3 separate regions of the Sus scrofa genome follow, and regions 1 and 2 are each linked to region 3. The links are chromatin contacts, called in public HiChIP or PLAC-seq maps. All regions are on one chromosome and are shown on one strand. The core of a region is the stretch at or near the end of the contact, and the rest is flanking DNA. Distances in the headings are between cores, read along the strand shown.

Region 1 (3,830 bases), core at 708-3,207, 580 kb after region 3:
AAGGAAATGGGGAAATGCGAGCTGACTGCCCCAAAAGGCAGCTACATAGATTCGGAGGTGGGGGATGAACGCAGCATGTACACTAAGCAAATTAGATCAGTCCAAACAGGTCTCCTCTTTGTTCACATCATTTAGCCAGGTGAATGACGACCCATTTTCAACATGCTTTCCCCAGAAAGACTCTGAATAACTTTCCCTGCTACTGAAAGAAGCCCCAGACACACCTGAGATTTGAGAGCATAACTAGATTCCCCTCCCTGAAGGGAAGAGAACAACTCCCCTGCAGCCGCTCATCCTGGCTCTCCTCATGCTAATTGTATCAAGCAAATTATCCGTAAGCGTCTTCTGCTTGTGACCCCAGGAATCACTTTCGAGGACAGTACCGAAAGGATGAGCTACAAACAAATGTTTGTCAAGAGTTTTGAGGCTCATTAATAATGAACAGTAAGAGTCACTCGGAATCAAGTCTGTATTTTATCCCCATGCTGCACATTTGGAGAGAAGAGGCTGGCTAACACTTAAATGTGCTCAACACTGTTCTGAAAGATTTTCACGTTATATTGTTGTAATCCTCACAATGATGCTACAAAATAGGAATTATTATCCACATTTTACAGATGAGGAAACGTACACATGAAAAGGTCTGAAAACTTGTCCAAGGTCACACAGCCAGTAAGAGGCAGAGGTGGGCCTCACTACAGTGTGTACTGCTAACCACTACCATACGCTGTTCCTCACACATGCACAAGGATTTTCTTTCCAGAACTGTTATGTCTACGTACGTGCATACGCACCGACAACTTAAATGTCCACATGGCATTATTAATTTCACTGGATAAATTCAATGACATTTTGAAGCCATCATGTTACAGAACTACGTCATCTCACACACACACACACACACACACACACACACACACACGCATAATGTGTGCGTAATGTGACTACTAAGTGATACACTGGACAAAGAGATGATTCATGTCCCAGGCAGAACAGCACAAAAATGACATACAATTAAACACTTATAAACCGTTTATTTCTGGAATTTTCCATTTAGCATTTTCAGCCCATAGTTGACCACAGGTAACTGAAACTGAGCAAAGTGAAATCTTGGGTACCAGGGGACCACTGTATACGTACAGTGCCATGCCTTGCTTTTCAGCATATCTTGAAAAGCCTTATTATTTTTTTAAATTTTTATAGCTACACACTGTCTACTGTATCAATGTACAATACTGAATTACGTCTCTATTGATTTAGAGTCGTTTCTCATCTTTTTTGTTATAAAGAAAAACACTGCCAAAATAAACCTGTACATTGTCACTTTCACAAATGTGGAAGTATGACAGTTGGCTCACAGGGTAATGTACTTAGAATTTGTTTACATATTGCCATACTGTTCTTCATAGGAGCCATACCAATTTACACTCCTACCCAAAATTTTGAGAATGTTACAAACACCCAAACAGATCCTCCTAATCGAATATGTGGAAAATGGCATCTTAGTGAAGTTTTAAATTGCATTTTTCTTAATAGTGTGAAATTGAGTGTTTAAAAAAAAATATATGGATTATTTGATAACTTTTTTATAACTTAAAATGTTTTTAACTTTGTGAATACATCTTTAGGCAAATTGGTCACTACTTTCCTAAGGCCTACAGGCAGCTATGGGCCTGGCTTGAATTCAATGAGGTATTATTTTTACCACTTTTCAGAAAATGTCAAGAAAGTCAATAGCAAGGATTAGACTATGAGGACAATAACCAGATTTTATTTCCCCTAAGCCTAGCACTGGGCCTGGTGTACCACAGGTGTCCAATAAAATGTTTGCTTTAAAAAAAAAAAAAAAAAAAATGGCACCAGAAGATGTTTTCTTTGGAAGTTTATAGCGCAACAGCACCACCAAGGGGCACTTTAGCTAAAGCATCCCCCCCCCATCAAACGTCCTCCAGCCAGATCTCAAGGCAAACACATAATCAACTGGAGACAGTGTGACTGATGTACAAATGCCATTTCCAGACAATCTCCTAGCTCCACCCTCCAAACGTCATGCTGCCCCCTCAACCTCCCCCACATAGGACTTCTGCAGCTGCCAGTGCCAGAGTGAACATAAGGCCAGTCATACTGCCCCCAGGGAAACACAGCCCTTAAGTTTTCTCAACCCAAAGACAAGAGCTGGCCATTATCAACCACTAGGTGACCAGCAAGTGCAGCCCCATGAGCGTTTATAAGACAGGAACTCTGTCCATTAGTCTAAGTAAAGACACCATTCATTATTGGCAAGTGGGCATTCCTTCTGAACCAAAGAAATACAACACAGGCAAAAGTCAGGGGAGAGAACTTTTATGTCAAGTGTAAATTAAACAAAGGAAAGAAAAATGCAAAGATAGCATTTGAATGCATTCAGCTTTTCTTTTTTGAATCGAAATCTAGACATTTATCTTAAGCCTAGAATTTGAGAAGGAAAGTAGTCTTTCATTTTCCCAGCTTCACCAGTTCATGACAGTCTTGTGGCAGCTACTGTTCAAAGACGGCCACAAATCAACCAAGCCTCCCAGCATTTATGTCCTTGTGTGGTCCGCTCCTTTGAATCTGTGCTGGTCCTGTGACCTGTTTTTGACTGATAAAACGTGGTGAAAGCGACACTGTGGGATAGGTGAGCTAGGTCGTCAGAAGCCTTAGCTTTTCTCACTCTTGGGATGTTTATTCTTGGGAGCATCCCCTTGAGAACCTGTGAGAAAACCAAGCTTTGTGGACAGGTCTCATGGAAAAACTGAGATGCTCTAGTCACCATCTCAACAGACCTCCCAGCTGATAGGTGGCATCAACCGCCAGCCATGAGACTGTTCATACTGGACATCCAGCCTTGCTGCTGTCCGAATGCAAGCATGTGAGAACACTTGAGTGAGTATCACTCAGCCAAGCTGAGAATCCACAGCACTGGGAGAGATCATTATGAATTGTTGCTGTAAGCTACTGAGTTTTGGGGTGGTTTGTCACACAGCAATAAACAACCAGGACAAATTTATTTTATAGTCATACCCAGGCAAGATGAGTAATAAACTTCTAAGACAATTTACCACAGTAAGCTCCCCATCTTATGACTTTTAAAGATTCAAGAAACCATGTGTCCTTACAGGGAATAAATATGATTTATAGATTCTGTATATCCCCTTTCTCTTCGAAGCTCTAATAACTGCGTTCCCAGTAAATATTTATTAAATGAAGGCATGAATAATACACACATAGCTAACTATTGATTATATTGATGGAAGAAAGTAGGGGTATAATTAATTCAGAAACAGTAGGAATTTGAAAGTATGTACAGTGAGCTTTGTGACAGACATGCTCACATCACTACCTCTACCCCCCCTCTCTGAAAGGGCATCAGAACAGTGGTTTTTAAACTTCTCTCAGAGCTCCTTTAAATTCTTAAAACATTATTAAGGACCCCAAAGAACTTTTTTATATGTGGGATATATCTACAAACATTAACTGCAGTAGAAATAAAACTGAGAAAAATCTAAAATATTTATTCACTTAAATATAATAATGAACGCATTACATGTTAACACAAAATATTTCATGAGAAACAACTCCCTTCCAAATCAAAAGAAAATGTGTGAAGAAGTAGCATTATTTTCTATTTCTGCAAATCTTTTTTACTGTCTGGCTTAAAAGAAAACAGATGCTTCTTAAGTCAATCTCATGTTATATGTTGTTTTAGTTGAAGCACATGAAAAAAAAAAAAGCCTCAAAGAGATATGCACTTGGAAAAGAAAGTAGTATTTTAATGCCCTTTACAGAAAATTGTATATAATCTTCTTTGA
Region 2 (3,562 bases), core at 163-2,662, 540 kb after region 3:
CTTTCTTGGCCACACCTACTGCATGTGGAAGTTCCTAGGCCAGGGACTGAACCCACATCATAGCAGCGACCCAAGCTGTTGCAGTGACAATGCCAGATACTTAGCAATGATCTGAGCCATGTTGCTGACAATGCTGAGCCACAAAAGAACTCCCAATGCTGTAATTTTGGAACATGATGGCTTATTTAAAACAACAATGAATTAAAATTCAAAGCTGAAACAGGATGGCACCAGAAAGATATTTTTAATGATAACATATCTAAAAATAATAAAATGAAAACTAAACTCACCTCAGAAAAATATTTGAATAACAAATATTAATAGGCAAGGAAATAACTACTGCATTTATACAAGTATAAGTCATCAGAAGAAACACCATTTGATTATGTAAGAGGGAAAATCAGCTTCTCTAAATATACAAAAACAGAGAATGCACTCCCCAGAACCAGATTAGGAATAACACGATAATACATATAGCTTCATTATGCAAAAGAATGCAACACGTATTGGGAAAGTTAGTTCTATGGTTTTGGTTATGGGGAGGCATGTTAAATTTCCACATGCTATAAACAAATAAGGCCACATTACCCTATGAGAAGACTACTTAGTCTTTTTAATTCTTTTTTTTTTTTGTCTTTGTAGGGCCACACCCATGGTATATGAAGGTTCCCAGGCTAGGGGTCTAATCAGGAGCTGCTGCTGCCAGCCTATGCCAGAGCCACAGCAATGCCAGATCCGAGCAGCATCTGCAAACTACACCACAGCTCACCGCAACACCGGATCCTTAACCCACTGAGCGAGGCCAAGGTTTGAACCAGCAACCTCATAGTTCCTAGTCAGATTCATTTCTGACTCATACAGGTATATACATTCCTCAGTACATAGAGAGCAGTGATTTAAGCCCCATGCCAACAAATTCAAATCCAAGAATACAAATACACCAGGGCTGAGTTAGTTAACAAAACAATAATTTTAAGAGTTCTTTTTACTGTTTGGGGTAATATTCCCATGACAGCAGAACAGAACCACTACCATCTTAGTTGTAAAAAGCAGTGCCAATTAAAGCCAAACTGACTTTGATCTCACTTAAGGAGAAGATGCGTACATGAGTTACATTCACAAATTTGCAACTGATGCCTCTTAGTTTTCATCATGGTTCTAGCTCAACTGGATCATCTTTCAGTGAAACCACAAGTTATTAATGTATATAGATTTGCTGTATAAACAGGTTCTATTATCATTATTAGATTCAAAAGAGGAAGGGAGGGACTAGAAAACCAGACAGCAAGAGTGAAATACAATTTCTTTAAACTATGGTAACAGGAAATACCACAAACTCTTATCATCATCACACCAAGAGTCATGCAAATTGGTAGCCTGGGTTGCATTTGCTGCTTAGTGCCAGGCACAGAAATCAAGGAAGTGGTTCTTGGAGTTCCCGTCGTGGCGCAATGGTTAATGAATCCGGCTAGGAACCATGAGGTTGCGCCTTTGATCCCTGGCCTTGCTCAGTGGGTTAAGGACCCGGCGTTGCCATGAGCTGTGGTGTAGCTCGCAGATGCAGCTCGGATCCCGCGTTGCTGTGGCTGTGGTGTAGGCCGGCGGCAACAGCTCCGATTTGACCCCAAGCCTGGGAACCTCCATATGCCCCAGGAGCGGCCCTAGAAAAGGCACAAAGACCAAAAAAAAAGAAAAAAAAAAAAAAAAAAAAAAAAGGAAGTGGTTCTTGAGCTCTTTTCTTTAAACTAGACTATCACAACATATCACCTCCATGTCTTGCCTGCTACAGTAATATACTGTTATTCAAAACAAGAAAATAGCAAGAATTACAAAGTCAACAGAACGTTGGGTTTTATGGACCTGTTAATCCACAATGATGCTCTCTACCTGACCAGTAAGAGCAATCCAGAGGCTACTTTACGATTTGCTAAACTATGAAAAATACTCCCCAAATATACTATTTTTACTGCATACTCAGAAGTAAAATTACCTGCAGCTACGTATGCACTGGTTTTAGATTAATTTGCCAACATTTCTTTTACTTTCTAATATTTTACAGAAATGATACTAAAATACTATTATATGTTGTTGCATCCCTATGTTCAAACATGCTTGGGGAAGTTTAGGGCTGAAGGACATTATATAAATCCTAAAAGGTGGACTCACTCCAACCAGACACAACCACTCTTTGCGCAGATTCCCAGTGTGGCCACAACCACTGTGTGCCATGATGTAGAGACCATACAATAAACTTCTACTGCCCTGAGCAATAGGGGACTGGAGCTTCCTACTGGCTTCTAGTGTGTGCTACTTGAGAATAAATGCACAAAGGAAAAGGATTAACTGAATCAACATCAGATACACCAAGAATAAACTTAAAATAACAAACATTTTAAAGTTTGTCTAAATGTCACCTGGATAAAAAAATGTACATACATGGATAGTAACTATAATTTTAAATCCCCCAGAAAGCTTCTGCTTGTTTATTCAGTTAGAAGGATGACACAATTGTTCATTAGAGGAGAAACGAGACCTTTAGTCACTCCTGGAAATTACATTCAGTTGCTAATTGCTCTTACTTTTTCTTCCCCCAGTGGTAAGTAAAATGTAAAATATATCCTTTGGGTTACCTTGAAAATCTGCCTATAAATGCTTGCTTTGTGAAAATGGGTTAAAAACCTTTTGAGAACAGCTTGAATCTACTATTACTCTGTGAAGAAAAAAGAAATCAAAACTATAGCAAAAATTAAGGCCAAACTTAGTCATCTGGGATACAACACTATGAAATTTAGGATTAGTAGCTTTGAATAACAGGAGGCACTGCATGTTTAGAGAGTAGAAACCAGACTAAATAGTACCTACAGAATTTACAGGAACAAGAAATACAGTTCTGTTTCTATAGTCTATGGTGTAATTTTGAAATTTAGCCAGTTGTATAAACTATCCCCAAGTGAAATTTTGAGTGGGCAGAGAAGTATAAGAATTTAAATACAAATAGTTTATTTTATTTTATTTCTTTCTTGGCCGCCTCACAGTATATGGAGTTCTTGGGCCAGGGATCAGACCCAAGTCGCAGTTGCGACCTACACCACAGCTGTGGCAAAGCCGGATCCCTAATCCACTGTGTGGAGAAGGGGATTGAACCTGCATCCCAGAGCTCCAGAGACACTGCTGATCCTGTTGTGCCACAGCAAGAACTCCTAAACACAAATAATTTAAAATGTATAATCATCAAATAATATCAAATTTGTACTGGGCTCTTAAAATGGGCTGAAATGATTTCAAGGGCAAAGTTACTTAATAAAATCATACTACTAGTAAAAAGTTTCTTGGGAGGCAGTTTGATGCTAAAAGTGTAGCTCCCTATGGCTAGAATATTTCAGTCTCAATACTGGCTTTACCATCTTCTTGCAAGGTATTAAACTAGTCTGTGCATCAGTTTCCTTACCTAAAAAAAGATGATGATGATGATGATGATATTAACTACCTCACGGAGTTGCTTTGAGGATTAAAATAAAAGTAATTAATAATTAGAACACTGTCCATTAGAGTAAGAAAGTTC
Region 3 (3,698 bases), core at 349-2,848:
GTGCCAAGGCGGGAGGACAGATGGCTGCTCTGTGATCTGCTCCCACTAGAGGGCGCCAGCGTGCCGTTCTGGAGGCTTCACAGGCGTGTTGCAGCTGGTCCCCAGTCGCCAAAGTTGTCCTTGTCTCATTCATGCTCAGCATACAAGTATGGTGCTTAACTCTGTCCCCCAAATGACCCAGACCCTCCAGACTCAGGCCCTTCTTTCCACAACAAGCGAGGGGAAGAGACAGTGAAGGAAGCGGCCAGGCAGGTGACGGAGAGCACCTGTTTGGTCAACATGTCTCTGCTGTGCACAGCCTGACATTCCTCCAGGGGACCCTCTGCACCCCTCCAATCCTCAGACTCCTGGGAACATGGGGCAGCCCCGGGGAGGTTGAGCCTCTATCAGCTGCAGACAAGGAGGGTGCTTGCTGATGGAGTGAGGGGTGCTGGTGGCCATCCCCCTACTAGACGGCCGCACCTGGGCCTGCAGGAAGGCACCCATTGGTATGGGCTTGGGGGGTTGCAGAGTGTTGGCTTCTGCCCTCAGAAGGTTAGGTAGAAGCTGTGCTGAGGGGAGGGATGGCACTCCACAAACTTGACCGTGTGAGGGCAAAGGAGTAGAATGAGATGGGTTCCCGCCCCTCCTTGCACTCCCCTCCCCTCTCCTCCGTCCCCAAACCTCCAGCCCAGACATCACCCCACCAGGCTCCTTCCCCCTCTGGTGTGGTGACTTGAACAATTTCTCCTCAGCATCTCCTCAGCTTACCAAAGCTCAGGAGCCACATAGCCTCAGGGCTCTGCAGAAATACTGTCTTCTCTTCCCCACACAGCGCTGGAGGCTTCTGCATCTTAAACAAAACCCCAGTTGAAAGACACTGTTTTTGAATTATCCTGTGTCTTGCCCCAGGCTTTCGAAAAGGACACATTTTGATCATTTCTCTTTGAATTCTCTTGTCAGACAAATGTTCCCTCTGCTGTCTTTTGTCTGACCAGAGGAACTTATTTCCCCTTTTGCCTTCCTGTTAGGAAATGTTGAAACTAAATTCTCTGTCTGTCTGCAGTTAATTCTGAGCTCACCCTGACCTGGGCAGGCCCGTTTTGCTCTGATCCTCTGGTGAGTGACCTAGTTGAGTGAAGTACAGAATGTGTAGACCCATTCTTGTGAGGTCGACCTGGTGCACCCACTGGACCAGAAACATCACTGAGTCAGGTGGGATTTCTGGCCTCATGGATATGCCCAAGGCCCTCTCCACGAAGGGGCCCGGAAAACCCAGGAAAGGTAAAGTGGGATTTCTGACCTCATGCCACCTCATACCAGCGTGTCCAAGCGCTCTCTTCACACAGGACCCAGGAGAGGACAGGAGACCAGCTGACAGGGGGGCAAGTGAGACTTGGGGTTAATCACCCCATTTACCTGCTTGGCCCGAATAAAGACAGGATGAGAACCACCCCAAGCCCCCAAGAATATGAGGGACAAATGAGCTTTCAGAATGAAAATCACTCCCCTCCAAAATGATGTCCAGGCTGCACTCCCCCACCCACGAAGCCACTGAGTGCTTGAAGGAATAAAAATGAGGGAGCAGCCCTGTTCCTCCAGCAGGTGGTGCTGTTGCAGTGTGAACTCAGGGTTGGTGGGAAGGGGCTGCCCCACACTGGACTGAAGCTACTGAAAGCCTGGTTCCCAGCCCTTCAGATTGGAAGGAGTGACTTTATTGTTCCCTAGAGCTATGCCAGCTCTGTTGCCAAGTCTTCTGGAAACTTCCAGGATATGCTAACTCACAGACATAAGGATTATTAAAATATTCTGAGATGCCAAGGAGCAAAGTCATGTAAAAACTAAGTCCCACCTCACTAGCCCAGGCCGTTCCTTGTCCGCAAGTTCTGCTTCATGTCCCTTCTTGGTCCCACGGGGTGTGACTTCATTGGTTGAGTCCACCAGGATTGACTGGGCACCTTTCTGTAGACCAGGTATGGTCTTAGCCATGATGGACTGAGGTGGTTTTTTTTTTATTTATATTTTTATTTTATTGCAGTATAGCTAACTTAGAATGTTGTATTAGTTCCAGGTGTACAGCCAAGTGAGTCAGTCACACATAGAAATATAGCCATTCTTTTTTCCCATACTAGTTATTACAAACTATTGAGTAGATTTTCCTGGGTTATAGAGTAGGTTCTCATTAGTCAGTGAGTATATATTGTGTATGTGTTATTCCCACCCTCCCAATTCTTCCCTCCCCCCAGCAGTTTCACCTGTAGAAACCATAAGGTTGGTTTTGATGGACTGAGTTTAAATGCAGGGGCCACTGCCTTTCCAGTGAACCAGGACATGCCATTCTCCTGATGTCCCCATAATGAGTATCTAGCAATGACTGTATTGCCATGCAGACACTGGCCTTCTAGGTTCCAGGAACTGTGAGGGGCTTTCTCTTTCTTATCTTACCTATTGCTGCATCATGTCTGTGAAGTGTGTGCCGTTACTGATCTCTTTTTACAGACCGTGTTGTCTCTGGTCCAATGTCACCTTCTTAGTAAGGCCTCCTGAACTCCCTGTTCTGTACTCCTCACCCCCCACCTTTATTTCTCTTCGTGGAACGCATCACACATGCTTTATTTATTTTTGTGGTCTGCATTCTCCCACTGGAAAGTCCCATTCTCTGAGGGCTCATACAGTGCTCCTTAAATATTGGGTGAATGACAGGAGAACCACTTGTTCCTGTAAGTGGACTCACTCCTAGTGTCCCTGTCCCACCCACCCCCCACCCCATCCAGAACCTGTGCCTCCTTCACATGGGGACACCGTCCGAGCTACGTGTCTGCACATGTCCTTTCTGAATTCTCATAACTGCCCTGTAAAGTGTAGATACTAGTCTTATCGTCAGCATGCGGACAAGAAAACTGAGATCAAATACGTGGCCCCAAATCTCATGGCTTACAAATGGGGGAGTGGGATTGGAATTCAGGCAGCCTGGCGCCCCTTTGTAAGGAGTGCCAAGGAGGAAGAGGTGATGGAAAACCATTTTCTAATTCTAGGCGACTATAGTCACGTACAGCAAGTGAGGGGTGAATGTCATTTCCTTAATAAGCAAGAACAAGAAAATGGATATCTTTTTTTTTTTCTTTCTCTAGTGCTAAAGGCACTAAAAATGGAAAGAGAGGAGGAGGGGGTGGGGAGAGGGAGAGAGGAGCCCCTACTGACACCTTTGACAGAGGAAGAGAGATTGTTCCTTTTTTTTTTTTAATTGGAAAGGTTTCCCATGGCCTCCCCCCAACTCGTGCTGACTCCAGATCCTGCCCCAGCTCTGAGGCAGAATGCTCTTCTAGGAGAGAACCTCTGCTCTCCTGGCGCCCCCTCCTCAACTCCCCCACCCCCCATCCCCCACCCTCACCTCCTGCTTCCTCCTGCAGGATAAAAATAGGTGCCCATACAATAAAGGAGGAGACCAGGAATTCTTCGATCCATGGTTTCCTGTCTGAGGCCATAGGTAGCAAAGGCAGTAGGCAGTGTGCGCTGTGAGGCCAGCCTATTTTTGTTTTTTGTGAGTCTTTTTACAAGCAATTATTGCTTTCAGGGTGAGGAGCTTAGTTGGGGACAGCTAAAACCATTCCTAGGAAGCAGGTCACCAGCCGAGTCTAGGTGAGACTCTTCTCCACAGTCTCGGAGAAGGGGCCAAATGCAGGGTGCTGGGGCTGGAGGGGGCAAGTACATTCTGGCTT

Evidence for each region. HiChIP or PLAC-seq counts read pairs in DNA pulled down with a chosen protein or histone mark.
Region 1: a contact with region 3 is called in an H3K27ac HiChIP or PLAC-seq map of alveolar macrophages. The contact joins two enhancer-like sites. A contact is called at or near these places in 22 of 47 Hi-C or Micro-C datasets (alveolar macrophages, brain, embryonic fibroblasts and 14 more) and 2 of 2 datasets of contacts at active chromatin or transcription factors (alveolar macrophages and skeletal muscle).
Region 2: an H3K27ac HiChIP or PLAC-seq map of alveolar macrophages shows a contact between it and region 3. The contact joins two enhancer-like sites. A contact is called at or near these places in 11 of 47 Hi-C or Micro-C datasets (alveolar macrophages, embryonic fibroblasts, fetal heart ventricle and 6 more) and 1 of 2 datasets of contacts at active chromatin or transcription factors (alveolar macrophages).

The regions. Positions count from the first base shown.
Region 1 is chr1:98,843,309-98,847,138 of Sscrofa11.1, forward strand. All of the region lies in intron 13 of DYM (dymeclin), which reads right to left. Among named protein-coding and RNA genes, the nearest start is that of DYM, 180 kb to the right of the region's middle. Within about 2 kb of position 1,958, at least 5 of the 83 cell types and tissues checked have an H3K27ac peak or open chromatin away from gene starts, as enhancers often do. A contact at or near this core is called in alveolar macrophages, where this site is marked.
Region 2 is chr1:98,804,244-98,807,805 of Sscrofa11.1, forward strand. All of the region lies in intron 13 of DYM (dymeclin), which reads right to left. Among named protein-coding and RNA genes, the nearest start is that of DYM, 220 kb to the right of the region's middle. Within about 2 kb of position 1,413, at least 2 of the 83 cell types and tissues checked have an H3K27ac peak or open chromatin away from gene starts, as enhancers often do. A contact at or near this core is called in alveolar macrophages, where this site is marked.
Region 3 is chr1:98,267,818-98,271,515 of Sscrofa11.1, forward strand. The region is part of intron 6 of CTIF (CBP80/20-dependent translation initiation factor); the gene reads left to right. Among named protein-coding and RNA genes, the nearest start is that of TRNAD-GUC, 41 kb to the left of the region's middle. Within about 2 kb of position 1,599, at least 9 of the 83 cell types and tissues checked have an H3K27ac peak or open chromatin away from gene starts, as enhancers often do. A contact at or near this core is called in alveolar macrophages, where this site is marked.